2 separate regions of the Gossypium arboreum genome follow, and region 2 is linked to region 1. A link is a contact called in public Hi-C data. All regions are on one chromosome and are shown on one strand. The core of a region is the stretch at or near the end of the contact, and the rest is flanking DNA. Distances in the headings are between cores, read along the strand shown.

What was found. Hi-C and Micro-C count contacts between places; a contact is called where the count stands out from the background.
Region 2: a contact with region 1 is called in a Hi-C map of leaf, with 2.7 times the contacts expected there. The contact joins the promoter of LOC108479569 here to the promoter of LOC108473386 in region 1. A contact is called at or near these places in 2 of 5 Hi-C or Micro-C datasets (both in leaf).

The regions. Positions count from the first base shown.
Region 1 is chr3:119,424,590-119,429,344 of ASM2569848v2, forward strand. It overlaps LOC108473386 (ubiquitin carboxyl-terminal hydrolase 16-like), which reads left to right and starts at 2,676. Exons shown (of 12, transcript XM_053025828.1): 1 at 2,676-3,109; 2 at 3,197-3,485; 3 at 4,310-4,755. The coding sequence starts at 3,202.
Region 2 is chr3:119,695,501-119,700,255 of ASM2569848v2, forward strand. It overlaps LOC108479569, which reads right to left and starts at 2,418. Exons shown (of 4, transcript XM_053025832.1): 1 at 591-2,418; 2 at 272-482. The coding sequence starts at 2,313. The coding sequence ends at 1,291.

The DNA.
Region 1 (4,755 bases), core at 1,426-3,925:
GGTAGCGTTTGGTTTAAGAAAATGTAATAATTTTCATGATAATTTAATCATTTAGAAAGTAATTTTAACGTTTAATATGTTACACTTTATTTATTTTTCTTAAAATTACTTTCTTATGAATATGGAAATATGGTTTCTATAGTAAAATGTGAAAAATTACTTTTCCATATAAATTAAAAAATTAAAAGAAATATTAAGACAAAACTCTATTTTATATTGGTTTAAGATATTAGTCTATCAATAAATGTAAAAAAAGAAATTATTGCCTTCTTCCTCTATCCTACAACTTGATTTTTATTTTATTTTAATGAATTCTTCACAATTATTATATATACATATTTCTTTTTAATTTATTCAAAACAAGTTTTATATATACTTAATTTTATATGTGTATTATTATATTCACAAAATATTAGTAGGACAAATTTGAAACAATTTTGCTTTCAATTAACATTACAAATTAAAAAATAAAAATATCAATTACAATTTATTATTAAATATTTAATCCAAATATTTGTTAAGAACAAAGTTTATTATAAAAATTAAATATATAAATATTGTTCTTTATTTGAGGAGGGTAAATTTATAAATTATCATTACATTACTAAGAGACTATTTAGTGAACAAAATGTGATAATGTAACTTTCTTAAGATTTTGATCAATACTTTCCAATGTATATCAAATGCTATAAAATAATTTTCTCGGCAATCACATTCCATTGAAATCATAACATGGGAAAGCACTTAATGCTACCTAAATGTTTCCAAAATATTTGTATTTATTCTTTTATAATATATATATGATATATACATTTCGTCACACCAACTTGTCAAAAGTTTATACAAATATAAATATAGACATACATATAAAAGGGTAATGATATGCTCAAGTTCCTATACTCTTTGTATATTTAAAATTTAATCTTCATGCTTTTATTTTGAATAATTTAACTCTTCTACTTTTTAGATTTAAAAATACAAGTCGAATTGTTGAGATGGTTAAAATATTTATGTTAAATTATGATCAAATACAACACTAATTTTTTTTGTAACATGGTTACCAAATGAATTTTTATATTATTTCAAAATGATACACTAATGAATTTTATCGAAAAATTTTAATAATGTAAAATTAGATCTAAATTTTAAAATCTAAAAATAAAAATATTGAATTCTCAAAATATAACGAACTAAAATTTAAATGTACGAATAGGGGCATATTTTAAATTTTTGTGGTAAATACGTAGGGATTTGAAACCGACTATTCTAATTCGCTGACTAAAACAAGGTGCAACAAATTAGACCCCTTCAATACTGAGCAGAGTCAAAAAGGTGATTAGAGAAAAATGGGTCATTTTTGTCATAAATTTGATTTCCATTTCAGTCTATTTCACAACAATGTCATTTTCCAACAAACTAACCACCAAATTTGCAAATGTATTATGACCCATGTATTACAAAAATGACTTAAATAATAAAATATATCAAATTTTGGTTTTATTTATCATAATTATGAATAACATTATGGAAAACGTAATCCAATTCAGGAAAATCATAACTTCGTACAGATAAAAGTCGCAATAAAATTTGGAATATCAATTAATAGTTTATATTATATAAAATTTAAAATTGCTATATATATATTTTTATATCAATATATTACACTATTTAAAATTACTTTATTTTTATCGTTACACTATTTAAAATTATTGATTTAAAAGTATCATTTTCTTTATAAAATGTAAAGGTAAAAGTAGTTTAAAGAGCAAATTTTTAGATATAATGATTTTTAAGCCTTCAACTTTGTAAAAAAATTATTTTAGTTTTTCATTTAATAATTTTTTCTTTTAAGTCATAAACTTGTATTATTTGTTAAATTAAAATGGATAAAAAAATAACATTCATTAACTTTGTTGATGTGACAGTCCGCATGTAAATTAATTAATTTTTAAAATTAAAAACTATATACTTTTTAATAATTTTAATAACTCTTATATTTTTAATAAATTTTATAATATTTTAAATTTTAAAAATTAATTAATTGATGACATGATATTCGTAGGGTAATCTATATTTATGCCATATCGATAAAATTAACAAAATTAATTTTTCTATTTATTTTAAAATAATTTCACAATTGACATAAATTTTAAAATAAAAATAAATAAAAATAATTTTAAAAAATTAAAGAATCAAATAAATTAACTTTTCACCATTTTATTTGCTATTCAATTAATGTAAACAAAGAAAATTGATCATGAATTAATGATGTGACGGTAGACATGGGAAACATTTTCTAGTCGAAGAAATTCAAATGCGAAGGTTAATTCGGGCATATTCATTAAATAAATTTATAATTTTATTTAAATAAAATAATAATAGTTTAAATAAAGCAATTACTTCTGGAATGGTTTATTTCCAGCGGAGGGAAAACTCAAAGACTGGAAAAGGAATAATTATTATGGTAAGTGAACCATCATCATCAGATTCCGGCCTCCACCAAATCAAAAACAAATCTCTACCGTCCGATTCCTCGTATTACTGTGACCGTCCAAACGCAGTATCCATTACCAAATCAAAAACAACCCCCGCTAATAAATAATGAAAAAGACCGGAAGTTAGCCGGTTCAACCCGTGGCCCCCACCCTGGTTCGAATATTTGATGGCCAAAGAATTCACGCTTCTCGATACCTGAAGACAAAATTCCTTTCCCCCTCGACCATCAATTTTCCCTTTTTAATAACATATTTTAATATTTATTTTGCTAAGTTAATGTCCCTTTTTAATATTATTTTCCTTTTATTTCCCTTTCTCCCTGTAAAAATCTCGATCTAAAAAAGGGAAAAATTTATTGTCTGAAAATCCTCCGAGCTCAACAAGAAGCTTAAACTTTCACCTTTTTGCTAACCCAAGCAAGATCGACATTCTTCTCCCACTGCCACCCCCTTTTAGATTTGTTTATTTTATTTTTATTTTTTATAAAATATAAAATTATTCTATTTTTCGAGATCACGGTGCACTTCAACCGTCTTGTTTCAGTCCACACCAACGGCTACGGTTGCATGTTCGACGGCCGGAGTTTGTTCCATCGCGAAAGCGATCAAGACGGGTACGTCGTTGGAATCTATGTCTAGTGCTGAGATTTGGAGAGTAGGATTTGCCGACTACTTTGGATGCCTATTGGTATTGGCTGCAGGATAAATGCTTTTTATTTGGGATTTAGGGTTTCCGAGCCTGGTGCTCGTGCTCTCCCTGCTCCTTCCTTTGATCGGCTTTTTCGTAAGGCGGAAATGGCAGTTTTCTGTAGCAAGGCAAGCGGAGATAAAGAGGCTCTTGATTTTGGCCTCTGAGGAGGCGGCTAGAGTCGAGCTTGAAGCGACTATTGAATACGGTACGGTTTCTATTTCGCGGAACTATCACCAGTGTGCTGTTTGTTATTGTCCTACTACCACGCGGTGCGCTCGCTGTAAAGGGGTTCGATATTGGTACGTTAGCTTGTTAATTTCGTGTTATTGTTCTAATTTATTTATAATTATTGAGATTTCTTTTTGTTTAGGCGATTTTGTTTCAAATGTATTTGAGATAAATTTGATTCTTTTATCTGACAATACTGTCTTAAAGAGTATGTAATCGAAAAAATATTTGATTAGATAAGTGCTTCAAGTAGCGCAGGGCGAGTGTGGGTCTAGTTTAAATACGCTTTAACATGTGTGAATGTACGGTAGTCGTGTAAGTGTTTATGTAGTGAGCAACGAAGCAATTTAGAAGACTTTGTGAAAATTAATTTTAAACCCAACATCCACAATCTATCATTGATGGGAAGTTTGGAGTTGGTCTTAAATGCTGCAATTTTTTGGTGGATGTTTATGCTGATTTTCTGAAAATGTTTTGGTTTGTAAATTACATGTTTGAGCCTCCTATCTCTAGGTTACAAAGACAGGATATTAGAAAAACAATTCCTCTTGAAAATAACCTTTTCCTTTGTGCCTTTTTTGTCTGCAGTTTAGGGGTTCTTTTTAATCTAAGAGTTGAGGTTTTGTATGTTCACTAACTACATTTGCGAATCATTAAAAATGTGGTTCATTTGATGGAAAAGTAACCAAAAGAAAATCCACCTAATGAATAGAGAAAATATTTTAGCTTTCCCCCTATCATTTTGTTGTAATTCTAAGGATTTCTTTTACTGATTTGAAGGGACAACAATAGTAAATTATGTCCGTGTTTAGCATTATTTTCTAATGATACAATTGATTTTGTAGAAGTTCTTTTAACAGTTTTTTTTTTTAATACCAAAAATTGGATGTTTTAGTTCTGCGAAGTGTCAAATTATTCACTGGCGGCAAGGTCACAAGGAAGAATGCCACCCACCTGCCATTGCCATACACCAAAATCATGATGAAGGGAGCGATTATGGTCAGAAGGCGATAAATCAAGACCAATATGGAGATAGATATGAGATTGAAGAAAAGTCACATGCAAAGTTAATTGGAACATCCTCTACTGAATCTGCATTGTTTAGTTCCATCACAGGACCTGCATTATTGAGTTCCTCTAGCTCTTCTGTGGTTTTAGATGGGAAGGATGATGATGCAAAGGTTGAGTTTCATGCTGATAGGGAAGGACTGAGCTCTGCTCCAGAATCTTCCAGTGCTTCATTTTCAGGATTTTCGTCTGCAGCTGGTAGTGAATCATCTGATGATGTTTCTGTGTGTGAGAGCGTAAGTTCAAATGAGCTTGATAAATTGGATGGTTCCT
Region 2 (4,755 bases), core at 1,168-3,667, 270 kb after region 1:
CATTATAAATTAAGGATTGTGAAATGAAATTTTATAGCAAAGGCTTTAGTCCACAGCATGGGATTATAACTTTAGCATATGAGGCAAAGGAATATATTTAAAAGCAAGAAAATTGTTAATTAACTAATTTCAGTAACTAAAATCGAGTAAGACATGAATGTAATCAAAGTTGAAGATTAATGTGAGCCCCTTTGATTTTTCTTTTCAAAGTTGTGTTAATTATTGTTTAGCGGCTTTAACGACATGGTTCAGAATCTGTAAAGCTACGTACCCGACATAGGTGATGTTGCGCCCATTTTCGCTTCACATGTTGCTTTCCATTTTGTTCCCCCCGTTTCTTCCCCCCAATACTAGAGATTACAAGTTTTAGCCAAGCTCCTGTACTTTTGGAGATCCAATCACATATATTTACATGCTGGAAGTGTTATGGAAAAAGGTTTGGTTATTGTTGATGCTCCCTGCTCACATATTGCTGCAAGAAGCTGGAACACATTGGTGATGTTACTAATGCGGGATTCGAGCTTCACATGCGTTCATTCTTGCATGTCTAGAGCCAAACTAATCCTAGCATAGACACGGACCAAACTTACGCTGGGAGAAGATCACGATTCATTGAGGGAAGGCGGACAGCTTTGGGAGAGAGCATCTCCAGGGGTGTCGCTCCAAGGCAGTCTTGTTCAAGGCGCACTGCTTTAGGGAGAATACAACTCAAAAGCTGCAGGCTGCACTTTGAAGCAATAGAAGATTATAGGATTGCAGAAAAAAATATTCAGAAACGTTTATCTTTCTCAACATGTTTTCTTTTAAGTAACAAGCTCCTTGACTATTCAAGCAATGCTATTACCATTAAAATTTCATTTGCCATTTGTAATGTGCATCACAGAATGATGCATCAAACAACTATGTAATTTAAGCCATGAAACATGGAATGAACCAATATTTCGATTCGCAAGAAGTTAAAATGCCAATAAGTAAAAATTGCTCAAACAATGGTGAAAGAACTTGCCGACCTGAGACATTGCATATATATACATATCATATCGTTACATAATCATACATATGTTCTAGCAAGTAAACGACAGCAATCTAACATCTACAAAGAAAACAGCTATCAACAACTACAACAATACCTACAAAATCTCCCCCATATATATCGGAGTTGCAGCCTCAGCATTATCCTTCCTTCAACCTTCATCAAAATCGGCTGTCTCCACCGCAAGAACTCCTGCATTATGGTTAGGTTGCCTATAAACCAAACCCAAAAAACCATAATCCATTACCTACGAAACCTCAGAGAGGATTCATCCTCGGCTTCCCTCTCTTCCTTGGGGCAAAATCGGACACATTCCCACCCGAAATCCCTGCCACATTATCGATGCTTTCGGTAGCCTTCTTCATGGTGGTCGTCGGAGCAGAAGCCGGTGGTGGCAAGGCCATAGTACCTCCATTTCTTTGAGCCCCTCGCCGCTTTTCTGGAAACCCTGGAGGAGCTTTAACTTCACTCTCCCGTCCATCATTTCTTTCACTCCCTCGCCGCTTATCTGGAAACCCCGGAGGAGGTTCAACTTCAGTCTCCTGACCACTGGACAATAACGGAAAAAACGCCCAGGTACAATAATAAGCTTCTTTCTCGGGAATCAACGGCGGCAAAGTCTGAATGAGAACACCATGAAAAGCTCTGTCGCAATTCTGGCACCTTAAACAACAACCTTCGTAAATCCTAGGATACTCAAACAACATATAACAGTAGGGACACGCTGTCCAAAATGTTGACATTCTTGGCCTTTGATTCTCCTTTCGCAATTCCAAATTCTGCATGCGTTCCTGATTTTGCGCTTCTCCCCTTACAGTTGATTCCCCGGCATGATACGAACGATCGCCGGCGGTGCTTAAATCAATTCTCGTACAGGAGTCAAATTCTTTGTCGTAAACCGATTTTTTCGAGCTGTTAGACAAAATAGACCATGCGTCGGATACGAGCTTAAACGCATCATCGGCGAAAGGGAACTTATTTTGCTCGGGATCAAGAAGGAGAGTTAGGCGATGATACTGTTTCTCGATAAGATCGTTGTCTTGGGAACGGCAATCGATTTGTAAGATGGAGTACCAGTCGTGTTGGTCGTTAATTCTTTTTACGTCGGCGACAACGACGTCGATGACGGCTAGGATCTGATCTGGCCCTTCCAAGAGGGGATCGGTTTGTTGGGCGAGGACTGCGACATCTCTTGAGGCTTTGAAATGACGGCCTTGGAGAAGTTTCTTAGCGATTCCTAGAAGGAGTTTGGCATCGGCTCTGCTGCCGTTTCCCTCCATTACCCAGTGGGACAAGTCAGGGCCTGTTTGGAGGATGAGAAAACGATGGTAACTTTTGCCTTTAATTTTTCTTTATTTTGAGATTTTATGTTGGTATATCAAAGACTAAATGGACGGAGTTAATGTTATTCTTTTATTTGAAGGGTAAACTAAAAAATAGTTACTTTTGTTTGCCTCATGTTATATTTTAGTTATTTATATTTGAAATGTTACGTTTTAATCACTTATGTTATTATTTTGTTACGAATTGATCACTCTTCCGTTAAGTTCTATTATCTCCTTAACGGTAATCCTACGTGGCAGTCCAACTAGATATTACTAAATCTGCTAATACATACTTTATCCGGATAAAGTATGTATTATTAAAATTAAATTAAAATATTAAATAAGAAATAAAATTATAAAACAATAAATTATTTGGAAAATTACTATTATTGTAATAAGATACATGTTTTATTAGGTATAAGTATTTAAAATTTTATTTTTGTAATGTGATACATGCGTAAATATATATATATAATCATATTAGTGAATCTGCTAATGCATACTTCATCCGGATGAAGTATGTATTAGCAGATTCAGTAATATCTAGTTGGACTGCCGCGTAGAATTACCGTTAGGGAGATAACAGAACTTAACAGAAGAGTGATTACTTCGTAACAAAATAATAACATAAATGACTAAAATGTAATATGAGGCAAACAAAAGTGAATATTTTTATAGTTTATACTTATCTAAATTACGAAAAGTCTAAAGTTTGTTGGAGGTTTAAGGTGGGTGTTTTGGTCTTTTCCAGGGCATCCTAGATTTTCAGACAAAAGAAGGAAGTATATTATGTCTTCGAAGTTTGAACTTTTGTACTTAAAAACAATATCATTTCTTTTGTTAGGTAGTTAATTTTTTTCAAACCAAATACATTAATTCTAGATATGGTGTTACAAAGTAATACATATATATTTAAATAATATTAAAATTAATTAAAATTATAATTTTTAATAAAATATAAAAAATAATTTATTATAATTTGTTATTAATATTTTAATATATAAAATATAAATTTTAAATATATTTTAAATTATAATTCAAATATAAACTATATTTTAAATATTAAAATATATGCAATAAAATTTAGATATATAATATTATATATTTTAAATAAATTTTAAATAGGAAATAAATTACATAATCAATACAAATATTATATAAAACACTTTATAAGGCTTAAAAATGTTTTTGTAAAAGTAAAATCTAAAAAGAATTAATTTTATTTTTAAGTTCAAAACATTTTTCAAAAATAATTCTAACTCTAAAAGTTATCCGTTTAATAATACTTATGGTTCCAAACACATTTTAAAAAATAATATTAAACTAAACTTAAAAAGTTTTCATTAATTTATCAAGTTTCAATATCAAATAAAATTTTAATTTAATTTAATTACTATTTAATATTATTTCTCCCTTCCTTTTCTCTCATTTCCAATTACATCATTTTTCATCCTCTTTCTTCTTCCATTTATTCACAACAAAAGACATAAGAGTTTGATTTCGTTTCAAATAACTATTCCTAGTATACAAGAGCATTGGTAAAATTTTCAAAAAGGTGAAAATTATTTGCAAGTAACTCGTAATAGAGTAGGTGAAAAATGCATTTAAGAAAATAATAATAAGACTTCAAAACCTTGGAAATTCAAAGAACAACAATCAACAACATGTTTGATTACCAAGAAATTTTTTAAACAAAGGACATGATAAATCTTGAATTTTGAAAACCCAACTTGATTATCCAAAAATCTAAAGTACAGGATTGTGAGGGGAAGAGGAAGAATAAGAGAGGGAAAAAGAACAAATAGAAAAAGGGCGTGGAAGAAAAAAAATTCAAAAAATTTAGAAAAATAAAAAATAAAAAAATAAATAAATGTATCATATGTCACAATTAAATTGATTTTAATTTTTTTTTAATATAGGGTAACGATAGACCGTAATAATTACATAGTCATAATTTAGCTACTTGATTCAAAAAAAATATTAATAAATACCCAGAAAAATGTATACTTTGTGGGCTAATTATTCAATTAAGCTTTTTTTGTTGTTTTAATTTCGTATTATACACACCCACCTGAGTTGAGATTCAACATTTTGATTTAGCAAGAGCCGATTTGCTAATGTCCTAGAAACCATGAAAGCATAAATATAAAAGGGTTATCCCGTTAGTCACTCTAAATAGGGATTATTAGTTGGATCTAGGTGCTCTAAGTGTAGTATATTCGTTTGTATAATTTTACTTTTTTGAACAGATTGGTTTAATTAAAGGCATAATTGTAAAAAAAGCCCTCAACCTTTGGGGGCTTTTGGATATATGCCCCTAACTTTTTTTTTTTTGAAATCAACCCTTAATGTAACGAATTTTTCAGACATCAACCCAGTTGAAACTGTAAACGTCAG